Regions from separate parts of the Mus musculus genome. Here all the other regions are linked to region 1. Evidence: chromatin contacts called from public promoter capture Hi-C data. All regions are on one chromosome and are shown on one strand. The core of a region is the stretch at or near the end of the contact, and the rest is flanking DNA. Distances in the headings are between cores, read along the strand shown. Region 1 overlaps Gm30471 (a long non-coding RNA gene). Region 2 overlaps Ido2 (indoleamine 2,3-dioxygenase 2). Region 3 has its middle 140 kb from the start of Gm30633.

Region 1 (3,712 bases), core at 357-2,856:
GTCCTGAACAGTATTAGTTTATTCCCTTATGTAATTGCTGGTTTGAGATTCACAGCTCTGGCTTTATTAAACTCCTTAAAATAATCACTTGATGTTCATAACCACATCTGTGAAGGACCTGCCACTACAGTCACACTATACCATTCTGGAAAACAAAAACAACAAGAACAACAAAAACAAGCAAGCAAGCAAGCAAGCAAGCAAACAAACAACCCCCCCCCCCAAAAAAAAACAAAAAACCAAACACCCTTTCAAGGGTATTTCATGGGACCGCAGTCTACAGAGAATTAATAGGGGAAGCTCAGTAAGTTAGGGAGAGCAGTGCCTCTTGAGAGTCTCCTAAGAGGCTTCATTAACAAAGAACGTATCCTGAAGCTTTAGAGGGAAGGGATTAACTGTGATGTTGCTTATTCCATTTTGCTGACCAGAGGGTGATATTCAGGGCATATTTCTTGGTGTCAGTGTCCACAGGGCCAGTAGTTGGGGGGTTCTGACGTTCTAAACTTAGTATGGCTAGCCCCTTTCTAGGGAGGCAATTAGCAGTGCCCTGCAAGGATGCATGGAATCCAGGGGTCTTAGGCACTTGTAGCTTCTTCCCCCATTATTGACAGTGCTGTCGAAGTATATCACTCAGTACCTTTTGGTATGTGCCCCATGAGTCTCTAAATTTCTGTCTGAAGAACTAAACTTGTCTTCAAAGAAAGGGTCCTGGAATGTGGGTGGGAAGCCTAACTCATCAGGGTCACCACACCAGGAAGCGATAGGCATCTAGTTGCAGGAATAGGAGAGCATCCAATAGTCTTTCCAACCTCCTCCTCCATCAGACATTCTCTTATTGTAGAGACCACAATGCTTAGCTTACTCCATAGTTGCTCACAGGGTCAGAGTCTGAACACTGCAAAAGCCTCACCTAGAACTGAAGAGGGAGGGTACTTTTATCAGGGCTGTGCCCATATCAGCTGACATTGGCTTTTGTGTATCCATAGGGCCAGCGTGGTGACCCTACACAACCCAGTAATTTTGAAATATTTAAAGGCTCTAATGCTTCTATGGAGAGAGCACAGAACCATTTGGACAGAAGTTCAATTATTCAGGAAGGGATACCCTGGGAAGGTGGGAGCAGGAGGAGGCCCCACCTCTTGGTGGGGCGTTGGAGGTCAGTGCGCTGCAGAGTGATGTGTAGCGGGAATCAGCCAGTCTAACGTGTCACCCACTCTGCTTCTTCCCAGATGCCTTGAGTTCTGGTATGCCGTCTCCACCCACACACAGCTCATAATTAAAGTTTGTCAACAGCCTCTTTCTTGTGACAGACTCAAAGTCTGATTCCATCTAAGGCTTGGCTTGGGGCATCTGCCTGTGGCAAACATCCTTTTCAGTTGCCGTCAGGATCTGACGTGCGGTTTCATTGGACTTGAGATGATGGTAGCTACTCTTGCCACCTTCTGCACATGTAAATAAAATACACTCAGGTACAGGGGCCTTCCTCCTTCCTCTGGGAAGTGTAGTTTCCAGTGTCAGGCCGAAGAGATGTGTTTTATTCTTTCCAGAGTCCTGTGTGGGCAGCTGTCATGTGGCATCACTCCAGCTACCCACAGCTAGCACAGAACAACACAGCAAAGATGCTCCAGTCAGCGCAAATAGGGAGTAGCTGAGAATCCTGCGGCTCTGCACACAGTTCCTAAGAGAAGAACTAAAGGCAAGAGCCTGAGGTGTGTGTGGCTTGGTGTTCTCCCTCTTCCTCCTCCCTCTCTCTCACCTTTCCCCTCCCCTCCACCTCTTCCTTGCTCCTCCTCTTTTTCTTTCTCTCCCTCTCTATCTCCCTCTTTGGCTTATCCTTTCATTTAATAAGCATCTATCCAACTATAACCCAAGAATCTAAGAAGAATAATTATTCTCCAAGGGGCTGCAGTTATACGTCTGAAACAGCTGTATAAATTATTTCAAAGCACCATGAGAGTATTGTAGAAGTGTTTTCACCTCTTTATAGACATCTACACAGGCATATGTGTGTACATACATGTATATGTATATGCATGCATACTTGTGCATATGTATGTGCATATATGTTATATATGTTTACATGTATACACATGTGTATATGTGTACATGTGTGTAAGTATATAGGCATGTTATGTATATGTATGTCTACATGCATGTATGCATATATGTATATGATGTATGTGTATGCATATATGTATATGTATGTTGGCCCTAGCTCTTTTTAAAGTCATTGACTCAAGTGATCCTCCAGTCTCAGCTGCTCCAGTTGTTGGGATTGAAAGTGTGCTGGTCTCTTCTACACTCATGAGTGGGTATAACCTGTAGTAAGCTCTAGATGTTCCACACCTGTTCCTCTCACCATCAAGTCAGAACCAACTGCTTTGTGGCTTCCTTGGAAGGAGGGAGAACTTCCCCACTAGCCCCCTCCTCCTATCAAATTCAACTCAGGGGCAGAACACTGTGTGTTCAGCATCTCCATTTGGAGAAGTGGCCATGTTCTCCACACTATACTTCAGGGCCTCTCAGAGGTCTCCTCTGCCATCTGTAGTGCTGTCTGCTTCATTTGCCTTTACAGCCTCATGCCTCAGAGGAGCACAGCTGTGTGCCCATAGCTACTTGACCAGATTCAGTTACAAGTGAAGACAAGAAGAAGGTCAAGTTCCCAAGAGATGCATGGTGCAGCATTGCCTAGGACTGAAGCTCCTGTCTGGGTCCATGATGCCTTTCTAAGTACACAAAGATCTCAGTACATGAGCCACTGGGTTATGTCGAGTGCATGGCTTTTCTCACCTCCAGCCAGGTCTGAAGATGACAGCATTTGTCAGGTGTTGAGGCACGTCATCTCTCAGTGAGGCAATCTGCCTGTTGGGACACATGACTTCCAGGTATTGAAAAGTCCTGTACAACCTCCTGAAGTTCTGAACCAAAGCTCCCCAGGCAGGAAGGAGACTGGGGCGGGATACATGGAGCAGTCAAAGCGGAATGGAATTGTATGTCCATTGAACCCCAGAGATGTTCTGTTGTACACACAGTCAAGGAGAAACAAAGTGTGAACATGCACCGCCTTTGCTCACTTTGTTGATGGAAGGTTTTAAGAAAACACAACCATGCTGCTGAGAAACGTTGTGTTCACGGCTGCTAGTGATGGTGTGAACATTCTCTAGCAGTGTTTTATCCATTTGTATATGCCTTGTGGCATACGTATATATGTATATGTATATGTATATGTATATGTATATGTATATGTATATGTATGTATATGTTCAAATGTGTATGTATGTGTATGTATATGTGTGTGTATGTCTATGTATGTATGTGTGTATGTGTATGTATATGTATGTGTGCATGTATGTGTGTATATGTATGTATATGTAAGCATGTGTATGCATGTATATGAATGTATATGTAAGCATGTGTATGCATGTATATGTATGTGTATGCATGTGTATGTGTGTGTATGAGTATGTGTAAGTATATGTATGTATATATGTATGTGTATGTACATATATGTATGTATGTGTATATATGTGTGTATGTGCATGTCTGTGTATGTATATGTATATATGTGTATGTATGTGTATGTATGTATGTGTATGAATATATATATGTATGTATATATGCATGTGAAACACTGTTTATACACTTCGAGTCAGCAGTTTTAGTTTTAGTATTTTGTTTTTGCTGCAGCAGTCATCAAATTAATGCATGAGAT
Region 2 (3,712 bases), core at 584-3,083, 900 kb after region 1:
TTTCCACAGGACATCCACTCTTAAATAAAACTGTGTTTTAAAGAAGCAAATGAGAAACTCGGGATAGATGCAGAATAGCGAGGCTGACATTTTAAAGAGAAGTCTACTGGAAACTCCCAACAATCCAGATGTTTGTTGAAACTACAGCTACATTTAGGATCTTGTACAGCCACTTAGCGGCACAGTAAACAGTCTCAGCATTTGAAGTGGAGGGATGGCCTTTATGCCAAATACCAGATAAAAAGTGTCATTGCCCGGAACTTATGTCGATGCAAACAAAGTCCCCTTCTGGTTCTTATCAAGTCTCTGCCAAGAGGAAGTAGAAATGATTCCTTTGAAAGACACTGGAGGGTAGGATTCTAAAAATAGCTCCCCAAGGTTCCCAACCGAATTCCTAGGACTCTTAATACTATGAGCTGTTCCGGTCACCATGATATATTTATTACAGGACAGGGCAGGAGGACTTTTCAGATGGGATTAAGGCCACTGATCAGTTTAGCTTTAATGTGGGAATTTCCCTGACTCATCCGACTAGATTGAGCACAGCCACAGGAGCCCCTTTAAGAGAAATTTCCTCTGGCGGTAGTCAAGAGAAAAGTCAGGAAAATGTGTAATTCTAGAAAAATGCCAAGTGCCAGTGCTGTGTCAGGAGTCAAATTGGGGACATGGTGGGGAGAGGCAACAGAGGACCTAGCAGGCCAGGAAAACTCTAGTCTGATACTTGCAAGGAAATAAAATTTTCAGTTCTAGACACACACGTACACGCACACATGCACGAATGCACACTTTAGTTTTTCTCCCAATGGGACTTGGCAGTAATGGTAATAGATTCGGCATCTGGTCTGTCTCTTGCTGTCTCCAGGCACAGCTTGGATGCTTCTGATAACATCACCGGCACCTCCAAGTCAACAAGACACAAACGTTCAAAAGTGAATCGGCTCTGTTGGTTGGTGAATTGGATGGCAACCTGGTTAAAGCTTGTCAAGGTAGAAATAACTGGGTGAAGACATGTGCTTGATGGAGCAGGGGGCATGCGAGGTAGGCAGACAGACAGAGAAGTGTATAGCCGTGAGACAAATCAAGGGTACCTGCTACCACCATAGCAAAATACTTCAAGCTGAATATGATCAATCATACTGTATTTCTCACAACTCCGAAGGAGAGGGAGTCTAAGATCAAGGCATTGATGGTTCTGTCAGGTGACAGCCTGGACTCTTGTCTCCTGATGGGTCCCCTGAATGCTATGTCCTCAAAGGTCAAGGGACAAAGAAGTAGCTATCATTTTCCAGCCTTTCTCTCCTCTACCCTCCCTTCCATCTCCTCCCCACATTCTCCCTGCCCACTCTCTCTCCCATCTTTAATTTTTGCCCCTGTCATCACGTTGGGGTTCTCAGAGGGTCCATGGTCTCCCTCTGGTGGCTGAAGACAGCCCCTTTTGCCCCTTTTGGATTTAAGTTCCCAGCTTTGTTGGAACCTTTTTCCTTCTGATCATTTTGGGGTCCAGCCTCCTAGAGTGGACCCAGGTGGTGACTTTGCCAGCTTGAGTCACTTGCTATACTTCTTACTTTAGGAAGCTTCTGTCTGTCTATCCTCGCACAAATCTGGGGAACTCTACAGGTCTCAAGCAGGAAACCAATTAAGCTGTACTTACCCAGAGAGGAAGATCCGGATGACCGAGTAAAATATGTCTGGGTCCACATAATCTGGAAAGCAATCAAATGTGAACTTTACCATGGGCAAAAAGCAATTGGCCACATGTGCCTTGGACCCTGCTGTTTTCCCAGGGCTTCCCACTCCTATCTGATGTATGCAGATCCCAGAATGGCAGCAGCAAATACAGATGGAATGTTCTCTTGAAGAGCGTGTGGGCTCTCATAGGGCTGTTAATCCGTTCCGTATGCTGGCCCCCTCTGTTTGCTGTGCAGCAGGGTTTTGTACTTCACCACCACCAGTGAGAGACTATGAGCATCCTTTAAGAAACATTTCAAATAAACAGGATATGCAAGAGAATATGAAAAGCCGAGAGAAGGAAGAAAAACAGAGACCACTGCTTTCACAAGAGAGGCAGAGCAAATGACTGACATCCAGGAGTTCCTCTATCCCACAGGGCTTTCCAGGGGTCACCACAGGTCAACAGAGCTGTTAGCCCCAAGCTGCACCGACCAGTCACATTTGGGGAGTATGGGATTCCATATAGGACTTCCACCTAAGGAAGCACGCCATCATAGCTATCTTAATTCTCAATGTCTTTGGTCTGCTTTGAAAGGCCAATCTTGCTACATTAGTGAGTTCCTCTACATTCTGGGAAATTAGACCACATTTATTTCATCCAAATTAAAGCTTATATCTCTTTATTTCTGAAAGAAACATCTTTAGATAAACTCTAACAGCACACCCTTCACATCTGCTTGCTTTTCCCCCTTTGCGCACAGAATCCAGTTCTTGTCTCTTCTCCCTGTCTGTTTTCTCTGAAGCCCTGATAACCTGAGATGTACAGTCTCAATGCTTTCAGACACTCCTCAGTGTGGCCACCCCCCTTCCTCAAGTGTGACTCCTCAGTGTGGTCATCCCACACCCCCACTCTTCACCAGTGTGACTTCCTGACTCCCTAGGGTGGTCACACCCTCTCTTCTCAGGTGTGACTCCCCAGGGTAGTCTCACCTCTCCTCAAGTGTGATTCCTTAGTATGGTTACACTCTCCCTTCTAGGGTGTGACTCCCCAGGGTGGTCTTCACCAGTGCGACTGTGTCCCCTGAGCTAGCCTGTTTTCTGGGACCTCCCCTAGACTTTGATGTTTGCTTCTTCTCCAGATTGTTAAGTACAGTATCCAGCCCTTTGCATAGGAAGTGGGATGTGTATGCATTACTATTTTACACAACTTAATGAATTAAAGGTAAAGCCAAGTGATCATGTTGATAGATACAATAGAATTTACATGAAAATATAAAATATATTCGGTAGATATTTCAAAAGTGATTCATAAATATATAATTAATATATAATATATAATATAATATATATGTGTGTGTGTGTGTGTGTGTGTGTGTGTGTGTGTGTGTGTGTATAGCCAGTTACAGACCCTTTGTTCTACAATGGTATCCTGTTTGCAAGATATGCTAGTGCAGTTGTACAAAGTTTATAGAAGCATCTAAGCTACGTCTGATTTGACTTAAGTCCCACTCCACACAATGGAATTCATGCCCGAAATTGATTGGGTGACCAACATGCTGAAACTAGATAGCCCAGGGACCTAGGGGGGAAACTAAATAATATTGACTTTAAAACAAAAACAAAAACAAAAACAAAAAACAAAACGCAACACAATGACTCTTGATGATGTTCTGCTGTTCTCAGAGATCAGCGCCTTGCTCCGTCACCATCGGACAGGCTTCCTCCTGCAGCAGATAGGAAACAAACGCAGAGACCCACAGCCAGACAGTGTGCAGAGAGTGAGAGACCTCGGAACACTCAGTTATAAATGGTCTTTGATGTTTCCATCAACCCCCACCCCTCAGTGCTCAGAGAACCATATGGTAGAGAAAACAGAAATTAAGAGTTGGGCGGAGGGGGGGGGGTGAAGGACACCAAGAAAACAAGGCCTTTTCAATCACCAAGGTCAACGAAGTCACAGCATGCACAGGGCCTTCACTGGTCTGCACCACACAGGGTCACAGCTGAGAGGAGAAGTGGACACAGCACTCACCCCTCACCC
Region 3 (3,712 bases), core at 446-2,945, 600 kb after region 1:
ACACCATCCTACAGCTCCAGTTCCAGGAGATCTGGTGCCCTCTTCTGGTATGTGTGGGTACTGCATGCATGTACAGCCAAAACACTTGTATACATTAAATAATAATAATAAAATCAAAAAGGGTATGTTTTCAAAAACAAACCATGTGCGGTTTCATTTTATAATTGTCTGTTGACTTTTACACAGCTGCCTCTAAGCTGTTTCCAGACTCAAGCTTACTCACTAGGTGTTTGCCAGCTTCTTTATTGGCATTTGTAGACCTGCCTAAGTCTTGCTATTAACACCTCCCACTTGATTACTAATTAACTGAAGGTCTTGAGAGCCATAGGCATGTGCAAAGCTCTTATGGCATGGCTCGTGGCAGAGCAGATAGTAGCACACGTGCCTCATAATTTCCATCCATAATTACTTTTCCTATTCTCACATGCTTAAGAATGTACTGCTCAAACTGTTTGTAATGCATCATATTTTGAGAAATCCTGATGTAGACAAAATACCTTCAAAGCACTTTGTAAAGCCAAGTGAAGTGTGACTCTGACACCAATTGTGCATATTGCCCCGGAGTTTGTTGATCATGTTCTTCTCATAGACTACAGGAAGAAGAAAAGAAAATCAGAGATGTTTTGAAGTGTGGGGCCAACATGAAAGGAACCCTGGGTGTACCCCATTTACTTCTGAACACCCTGCTCCATCCACGGAAAGCAGCCCATGTGTTTGGGTAGACACTGGAAGAACCCCCACACCCAAAATTCAAGCTTCCTGTGGGCTACCCAGAATTTGGTGGCTTTTCATTAAGTAAGGCTGTGGGTGATGCAGAGTCAAGACCTGGTTTTGCTCTGCCTGCACATATATCACCTGCACACCTCACCCAGGCTAGGACTGGAATATCAAAACTCCGTCTGCACAATGCCCAAAAGGGCAGGCTGCTGCAGTAAGAATTTTCCACGACTTGGAAAAAAGCAAAACAGGAGAACAGAGGTCAGAATTTCAACCCCAGAGGCTGGTTTAAAAGTGCAAAAAGACGAGGTCTTTCCTCATATCATAAAATGTGTAGGCATAGGCACCCCTATGGGTCACACGCAGTTAGCAGTGTTTCTTAAGCTGCACTCCATGAAATTTGGGGAGAAAAGGTTTAAGAGATAACATCTAGGACTCAGCTCGTTCATTCTGATTGGATTCTACATTTCTCACTTTGTTTAGACAGTTTGGGGATGGACCTTGGTAGCCTTGCAGAGACATAGGAGGCTGAGGGCAAACAGGTTGGTCAGAAAGAGGAAGGCCCACCCAGGAGTGAAGACCGCTAAAAGACCAATGATAGGGAGCCCTGGTTAAATGGCAGCGTGCTAGATAGACTGTGCTGAGTCACTAGAGTGACTACACTCATTTCCTAACCCAATCATCATGACAATCCTTTAGGGGAAGGGGTCTTATAGTCACTGCCCCTTAAAGGGAAGTGAGATTTAAACTTAAGCAAGTGGAGAAACTTGTCAAATAGTGAGACTAGATCTGGTACCCTAAAATGGTCCACCCCATAGCTGTTTCCAGCATCCTCGTGAGTTGGGAACAAAAGATGTGCTTAGTGAGCTTCGGGCCTGTTGATTATTGCAGGAAAAGTACTGGTGTCATGAGGCAGATGGCAACTGGTGGGTGATATGATAAGAGGGGAAGACAGAACAAACAGAAGCGAATGCTCCGAGTGGTTTGGTACTGAATGTCAGAGAGGAGGGAGGGAAAGGGGGCTGGGGACTGTGCTGTCAGGATAGGACTCTGCAAAAATCTGGGTGCTGTTAGACGAGATAGGATAGAAACAGTGGTGCCCAAGGAACGTGAAGTCCTTAGGGGGTGAAAGGAGGTGACTGAGCAAGCTTTGTTCTCTTCATTTGTATTTCCTTGGTGAAGCAGAAAGTGAGGTTAGAGTCTAGAGTAAAGTGACAAGAGGGGAGGATGGTGACAGATCCCAGAAGGTCAGCTGAGTCTTGGACCAGTTAGACAAGGTTGGAAGGAAACAGACAAAGCCAGGGTGTGCAGCCCCTGCATCCTGAGTGTCCTTCTCCTCAGAGACCTAGATGGGATCTATATCCTGTCACTGTTTGTCCTTGCCTTTCCCAGACTGTCTCACAGTGGACAAATTTGCTCTGCTACACTGTGGTGGTGGTGACAAAACACTGACTTCCATCCTTATTTCCTGCTTGGGTTTTGTCCTTACAAGGAGCCAATTTTCTCTCAAGAAATGGCACTAATGTCATTTAGCCTTCTACCATCTGGCCGTGTCAACAGAAAACAAACATGGAGGTCTGCCACTTGGGCCACCCAGCAGTGTGATGCGTCTGAGCTCTGCTTGCCTCGAGTCTTGGTTTTGCACAATGGAGCACTGGGGTTTCTGCGTATTCCTGTAAGCTCCTTGTATTTCCCACAGAATCCCATCAAGGATTTTCCCATACAGTAAGTGTGGTCACTTTTGTGGGTCTGCTATGCATCATTCAAAACAAAAGGAAGTATAATTTCTCCACTCCGGGGTTATTTTATGTATTTGTTGCTTTTTTTTTGTTCGGTGTGGAGGGTTTTGTTTGTTTGTTTGTTTGTTTGTTTGTTTCTCATACAGGGTATAGAACCCAGGAGCTTGAATATGTCAGGCCAGTCTCTACCACTGAGCTATAACTTTGAGGTGGGGGAGGGGACTTAACTAGAGCCTGAATGAAGGTTTCACTACAAAAATATAAGCAAATCGATAATATTTTAAATGTCAGAGTAAAACATTAGACAGTAAACAGGTAAAAAAAATATATATATATATATATATATATATAAAATAAGACAGTGCTGTGCTCTTTGTGGGGCTCAAGATACAGCCATGATTGGGTTGGTCAGATGTCTCCTGCTGATTTGACTCATGAAGACGGAAGGTTTGTTTTTCTCTCACAGTCCTGGTGAGCTCAGTTCTTGGCTGACTCTGTTGCTTTAGCCCTGGCGTGGGGCAGTACAACAGGGTAGGAGCCCGTGGTGAAAAGACACCACTCACCTGATGGCTGGAAATGAAAAAAGAAAAAAGAAAAAAAAGAAGAAGAAGAAAACGAGCAAGAGACCAGAGCCTTGAAATACATGGTGATGCACCCCGATAACCTACCCCCCACACTAAGCTACCCTACACCACCTCCAGATCATTCCAAGGGTGTTTAGACACTGGCCTTGGGGCACGTTCAAGATCCACGCTATGACAATGGTCTTTATAAATGAAGAAAGCTGGGGTTGTGTCTTTAAGGAGAGTAGCCATAGATAAACTAAGAGGAAAAAACAAACAAACAAACAAACAAAACAAAACCAGTTCAAATTGGGGAGGCAGAAGCACAGAGAAAAAATTAAGTAGTGCCTGTGTAAATAGAGAGGGTTTTCATGACACAAACATAAGAAAATAAGTTTAATAACACCTGGAGCCTTGGAGTAAAGCCGTGTTTAAACCAGTCTATAATAGCCCTGTTAACAGCTTGGGAGATTCAAGATTTAAAATGATTTTTTGATTATTCTCTGTTTATAAAGCAAAACTAGGTTAAAGAATCAGGTTTAAAATGTATTGTATCTTGGAGCTGGAGAGACGACTTAGAAATTTAGGGCAGATCATTGCTGCTCTGCCAGAGGGTCAGTTTGGCTTCCAGAATCCAGACTGGGTAGCTCACCTTCCCCTGTAAGTTTAAGTTTAAAGGGTATTATACAAAAT

What was found. Promoter capture Hi-C pulls out the DNA fragments that hold promoters and counts their contacts.
Region 2: a contact with region 1 is called in a promoter capture Hi-C map of hippocampal neurons, with 15 times the contacts expected there. The contact joins two enhancer-like sites. A contact is called at or near these places in 3 of 39 promoter capture datasets (the 3T3-L1 cell line, cranial neural crest and hippocampal neurons), 2 of 115 datasets of contacts at active chromatin or transcription factors (astrocytes and embryonic stem cells) and 1 of 9 other capture datasets (pancreatic islet).
Region 3: a promoter capture Hi-C map of hippocampal neurons shows a contact between it and region 1, with 9 times the contacts expected there. The contact joins two enhancer-like sites. A contact is called at or near these places in 4 of 39 promoter capture datasets (the C10 cell line, cranial neural crest, hippocampal neurons and 1 more), 1 of 484 Hi-C or Micro-C datasets (nephron progenitors) and 3 of 115 datasets of contacts at active chromatin or transcription factors (embryonic stem cells and large pre-B cells).

The regions. Positions count from the first base shown.
Region 1 is chr8:23,640,630-23,644,341 of GRCm38.p6, forward strand. The region is part of intron 2 of Gm30471 (a long non-coding RNA gene); the gene reads right to left. Among named protein-coding and RNA genes, the nearest start is that of Gm30471, 6.0 kb to the right of the region's middle. Within about 2 kb of position 1,607, at least 2 of the 459 cell types and tissues checked have an H3K27ac peak or open chromatin away from gene starts, as enhancers often do. A contact at or near this core is called in hippocampal neurons, where this site is marked.
Region 2 is chr8:24,538,943-24,542,654 of GRCm38.p6, forward strand. Ido2 (indoleamine 2,3-dioxygenase 2) reads right to left here. Exons shown (of 10, transcript NM_145949.2): 8 at 1,652-1,703. Among named protein-coding and RNA genes, the nearest start is that of Ido2, 36 kb to the right of the region's middle. Within about 2 kb of position 1,834, at least 9 of the 459 cell types and tissues checked have an H3K27ac peak or open chromatin away from gene starts, as enhancers often do. A contact at or near this core is called in hippocampal neurons, where this site is marked.
Region 3 is chr8:24,240,751-24,244,462 of GRCm38.p6, forward strand. No RefSeq gene overlaps it. Among named protein-coding and RNA genes, the nearest start is that of Gm30633, 140 kb to the right of the region's middle. Within about 2 kb of position 1,696, at least 7 of the 459 cell types and tissues checked have an H3K27ac peak or open chromatin away from gene starts, as enhancers often do. A contact at or near this core is called in hippocampal neurons, where this site is marked.